2 separate regions of the Sus scrofa genome follow, and region 1 is linked to region 2. The links are chromatin contacts, called in public Hi-C maps. All regions are on one chromosome and are shown on one strand. Each heading gives the region's core, a stretch centred on a gene start, on an enhancer-like site or on the middle of the called end of the contact. The rest is flanking DNA. Distances are from core to core; before and after follow the strand shown. Region 1 overlaps XYLT1 (xylosyltransferase 1). Region 2 has its middle 270 kb from the start of RPS15A.

The links. Hi-C and Micro-C count contacts between places; a contact is called where the count stands out from the background.
Region 1: a contact with region 2 is called in a Hi-C map of epiblast stem cells, with 2.7 times the contacts expected there. The contact joins two enhancer-like sites. A contact is called at or near these places in 5 of 47 Hi-C or Micro-C datasets (differentiating spermatogonia, embryonic fibroblasts, epiblast stem cells and 2 more).

The regions. Positions count from the first base shown.
Region 1 is chr3:27,411,756-27,414,455 of Sscrofa11.1, forward strand. All of the region lies in intron 1 of XYLT1 (xylosyltransferase 1), which reads right to left. Among named protein-coding and RNA genes, the nearest start is that of XYLT1, 80 kb to the right of the region's middle. Within about 2 kb of position 1,341, at least 10 of the 83 cell types and tissues checked have an H3K27ac peak or open chromatin away from gene starts, as enhancers often do. A contact at or near this core is called in epiblast stem cells, where this site is marked.
Region 2 is chr3:27,049,607-27,052,352 of Sscrofa11.1, forward strand. No RefSeq gene overlaps it. Among named protein-coding and RNA genes, the nearest start is that of RPS15A, 270 kb to the left of the region's middle. Within about 2 kb of position 1,310, at least 2 of the 83 cell types and tissues checked have an H3K27ac peak or open chromatin away from gene starts, as enhancers often do. A contact at or near this core is called in epiblast stem cells, where this site is marked.

The DNA.
Region 1 (2,700 bases), core at 91-2,590, 360 kb after region 2:
CCTGGACAGACTGTCCCAGGCAAACACGGGACTGGCCAATGTCTTCCTCATCACTTCCCACCAGGTTCTGAAGACTGGACACACGTGGCTTTCTCAATGGGCCAGGCCCAGTTCCCAGCATCCCTCAGACAAAAGGCACCGAGCAGCCAGATCTATTGTGACGCTCAGACAGATTTTGGTTTTGGTCTCTACGCGGCATTGTTTGAATTTTACAACTGGTTGCCAATATCTAAAAATCAGGAGGACCATGCATTTGATAGGGACAGAGTAGCCACATGTGGTTGTAAAGCCCCAGTGGGGGTCACAGATAAAGAGGGAAACCTGGGGGGTGCTGGGAGACCCCTGTGAGTTCAAGCAGGCCATCAGCACAAGGCAGGCCTGCCTGACTAGTGGAGGTGTGAGAATTGCCTCAGGTCATTGGGTGGGGGTGGGATGAGGCCTGCATTCAGATTCCGACCAAGGGCAAGTGTTTGAGGGCTGCCCTTCTGTGGATTTGAATACACAGCTTACGGGGTACTAAGGAGGAGCTGCTACTCCCAGATAAGAAGAGGTGGGCCTTTCCAACCCCCACTCCCCTTGGAGGATAAAACCGTGGCCCAGAGGATCCTCGGGATCCTGGGGCAGAGCCTCTGTGCCTGCCCGTTTGCATCTCTCACAAGTGTCCCACCCTAACAAATCTGTTTCTGGCCGATCACTTTGTCTCTCGCTGAATTCCTTCTGCGCAGAGGCACAAAGAACCTGAACCTCAGTGAGTCCAGACATGGGTGAGTGATTCTAATTTAAAACCATGGCTTTAGGCCCCAATCTGGCTTTAGGTTGGGTTCGAGTCCCAGCATATGAGTTCAAGTCCCAGTCTGGCTTTTGGCTGGGTTCAGGCCGACAGTGCTGTCAGTTTCACATTCACCTTTCTGCGGGGCGCACCTTGCTTGAAAAGGCAGAAAACCGGGCCATGCGTGGTCTACCTTCTCAGGCAGGTGGAGCTAAGAAGCAACTGTCCACCTCCGAGGGGGTGTGGGCGCGCTCGGCCTCCCAGTGTCCACCACCCTGCTTCTCACTCCCTGCTCTGCTCAGAAGGCAACGGACTGAGCAAGTCCGGCCCAGGAAGAAGGGACTTGACCAGAAACAGGCCTCCTGCTGCTAATTGAGCTAAGTGGTCAGAGCTGGAGGTGGGCTGCAGCCCTGAATCGGCGTGGAAATCGTACTCCGAACCCACCGCCTTGTCTCTGACGTCCCCAATGTGTAAAGACACGGACGAAAACGTGGTGCTGCTGCTAATAACAGACTAAGCATGTCTCCACTGCCTCCGCCTCTGCCTCGCTCACAGAGAAAGCTAAAAATAAACCACTCGTGGCCTGGACCTCAATCTACACCTGAAGAGGCGTGTCGGGGGTGGGTGGCGTCCTCTTCCAGCGGCAGGCCTGGAAGAACTCCTGGTCTCAGGTTACAGCACAGTCCCTGAGGGCTGTGGGAGCCAGCAAGGGACCTGGGCCTGAAAGTTCTCTGCATTTGATCGCAGTTGAAAGAGGGTGATGGGGCGAGGAGGTAGAAGCAGGTGAAGGGACAAACACATCCAGGTCACTTTCCTGTCTCTTGTAAAGAGTCACCTCTTCCTAGAGGTGACAGAAAGGTTACCCTAGTAAAGGTAGTGTAACTGAGCTGGTGCCCTGCGGGGCTCCTGCGCACAGGCCTTTCTGGGTCCTCTGTTTCTTGTTTTTAGAGAATAAGCCTCAGCCTCCATGACCTTCCCTGAGTTCCAAAGGGCAGCTGCTCATCAGGGAAGGGAGGGGACGCAGACACCAGGGAGGAGCATCCAGAGACAACAGAGCAGCCTTGCGCCAGGGTCCTGGTTCCTCCTCCAGGAATACACAGAACAAGATCTTGAGCCCTTTCTGCAGAGCTAATACCCTCAACAAATGGAAGCACTCCTTGATGAAGCATCTTCATTCTGGGAGGAGGGAGGACCACCCGAACCAGTCCTGGGACCCCGAAACACCAGCTCTGAAAGACAATGCCAGCTTGCCTCCACTCTGATCTTTATCCGGGGCCCTGTGTTCCACTCCCCACACTATAAAACCACCTCCTAACTCCTTCCTAGGGGGCCACAGTCTTAGCAATAAAGTTATCATTTTCTCCTTTACCCAAAACTGTCTCTGCTTTTCAACTTGGACCCGGCAGACAGAGGCTGAATTTCGGCAACAGGAGGTCCCCGTTTTCTGTCCCTGTATAGCTCGTGCGCACTCGCACGCACACACGTGTGCACACACACACCTTGCCTGCTTTCCCCCAGCACTGCAATACACCCCATCCCACAAGCTGCAGTATCTTATTATTTGTTCTCTTGTGCACTGTCTCTCCCACCAGGTTATAGGCTCCATGAAGGCAGGAAACAGAGTTGGTCTGTTTCCAAACAGCTGTGTGTTTCTGGGTTGGCCCCTGGCACCTCGCAAACCCCACTGAAGACCCGCTAAGCGCATCTCTGACATCCCGTTACACGATGCTTGTAACATGGCCATGCTTCCAAAGCTTACACAACGGTTTCACAGTTCTCACCATTATTTCTCTGGCCTCCAGTCCAACTGAATATTTTATTCAACCAGCACTCTTTTTTTTTTTTTTTTGTTAAACTGAAGTCTATCCTAAAATATAAAACTTTGGAGCAGAGACTTAAGCAATTGAGAGGCGCCTGTATCCATGAGCTTG
Region 2 (2,746 bases), core at 60-2,559:
TAAAGATTTTAGCTTTACAGCCGAGAAGGTCTCTGTGGCAGCTCCTCAAATTTGCCATCCTATCAAGAGAGCAATCATAGACAATATATGTTAATCAATGAGCATGGCTGTGTTCCAGGAAATCTTTCTTGACAAAAACGGGCATTGGCCTGGATTTGAACTTTTAGCCAGAGTTAGCCCATATTTGCGCCAAATCCGTTTTTCTCAAATGGCAGGTTCTGATCCATGAGTGATAGGATCAACTTGCATGTGCTGCAAAAATAATTTTTTAAAAACATGAAACCAACCAAACTAGAACAAAAACTATGTGAGTTCATCACGTCTATTTCGGAAATGTAACATTCACATAGGTGCTTATGTAGGCACCCACATATGTTCGTGTGTGTAACTGCGTGCGTGTACTTATTTGCACCTGTGTTCTGGGCTTTGATGTCAAACGTATAGTTTTATGGCTTATAATCATAACAGTTTGTAAAATACTGTTCTGAACACTTGCCTGATATGTCTTGATATAACATGCATTTTGCAGCTAAGGAACCAGAGACATGGAAAGACACTAAGTGACTTGCCCCAAGTCACACAGGCGAAGGGGCTGGGATGCAAATGACACCAAAATACATCATCCCACCTGCAAGAAGAGATTCTGCGGTGAAGGGCAGAGTCTGAGGGAATGATGTTAGTCTAGCAGGTGTTGTATTGGAAGATGACAAGCCTTTGATATAAGCTTTCTCCCTGGCTCATTTTGGAAATGTAATAAATCACTAAAATTCTTTCCTGGGGAAGGAAAAGAAAACAAGAGCCAGGCTTATTCCACATATAGAATGGCTTCCTGCTGACACAAACTGTAAGTCTGTTTTCCCTTCCTGGTATTTGCACTGCAATGGCTCTTCATCACAATGTATTTTTCCCCCAACACATTTTAGCAAGTCGGTTGGAATGGATTTGAGACTCTAAACAGTCTCGTGAATGAAAAAAGCAAAGGGTAACCTCTTCAAACAGCCCTTCTCCCTTAATCTAGTGACGTGCGAGATGCAATTTGCATGATAATGTTAACCAAAATGGGAGAAAGGCACGGCTACAGACAGTATACGGGGTGGTTTTTTTTTTTAACCTCCACTGAAAAAGACAAATGGCTAAGACATTTATATCTGCAGCACTTATTAGGTAGAAAATGCTCAACCCATTAATTTTATTGCTGTACTGCTGAATATGGAGTGCGAATGAAGTTCAGAGGCTGTTACAAGACTCCAGCGGCTCGTGCAAGAGAGAGGCCAGCGGAGAGGCGGAGTTCCAGCCAAATCCAGGGGTTTTTTTCAGGAGAGGCTCCCTTAACGTTCATCCTCGTGTTGCAGGACAGGTGTGTCTCTACGTGAGGCTCCTTGGGAAAATGTCTGTTCAGTGCAGACTTCAGAGTCGCTCTGTAAGTTTTTGTTTTTAAGGCAGCCTTCCCTAAGATGTTGCTGATTGATTTAAAGACGGGTCTCCCTGGCAACCGTATTTTATATGGGTGGATTAGGCAAGCAGAAAACAGAACTTGGAGTTAACAGTATAACCTAAAGAAAATGTTGGTTTCCGTAAGAAAAAAAATCAAAAGCAATAGGAAAGGAGGATGTTAGGATTTTTTAAAAACCCTTCCTAAATTGAAAGACACGTATAGGAGATAAGGAGGAAAATAAATTATGTGTGGTAATGCCCTCCGAGGCTGCTATGACTGTTTTGTAATGGTCTTTTTTTCCCCAGAATTTTTTTCTATGTGCCTTGGTTAAGAAGCCTCACAACTCCCCACAGTTACCATCTTAATAAGCAGAGAACAAAATATAAGACCGAAAACGTAGCTCAGTTTTACCTGCACTCAATTTTACCTTGTGCCCTTGTGCTCCAGACTCTGGGATTTATGGTCAACAACCAGGGATGCTCAGAAGAGGCTGTCCCAAGAACGATTTCCACCCCAAACCCCCCTCCAGCACTTCAGGGGTGTTGAAACCCTGACATAAACCTCTTACACATGCTTTGCCGGGTTTTGTATACCAAGGCTTTGCCAGCAAGAAAGTCAGAACCGAAAGACCACCCCCCCCCCCAACTGAGTCTGTTACTTCCAGGGCTCTGCTTTCCAGTGTCAAGCTTTGCTAACAACAGCTTCTCATTATCCAACAAGCTCAGTTTCTCCCATGGTCACGTGTGGCTCAGGAAATTTAAAACCCCCTCTACTATGCATGCCTGTTGATTGATTTTATATATTGCATATTCCTACCTAAGCCTATGCACATCCATATCCACTCCTATTAGTTTGTATATGTATATATTGTCATACATATATGATCAAAGGTATATGTGCATAGAGTCTAAAGAATCAAGGGTTTGGCAAAGCTGGTTATAAAAATAGCAGAAATGTGCTTTCCTTCTTTTCTTCCTGTTTCCTTCCCTCCAGAAGCTGCTTAACCACTGTTAACTGTTCTCACTCATTCTTTTGGTGTCTCCAGATATCTAAATAACATGTTCATAATGAGACATACTCATCTGTCGTATTTAGGCATTAGCTCTTTTCCTCGAGCAAAGGGACAATTTAGCTTTCTGGTCACCCCTTCCGCTTTCACCACCACCATACACACTAGACACACTCCTGTCTCTGAATCTTTTCAGTGATTTCAGTAGTTCAAGACTTGGTTTTTTTTTTTTTTTCCCTTCTGTCATGACCATGCCAAATAACTTCCATAGTTGATCCATATAATATATATTAATTAATATA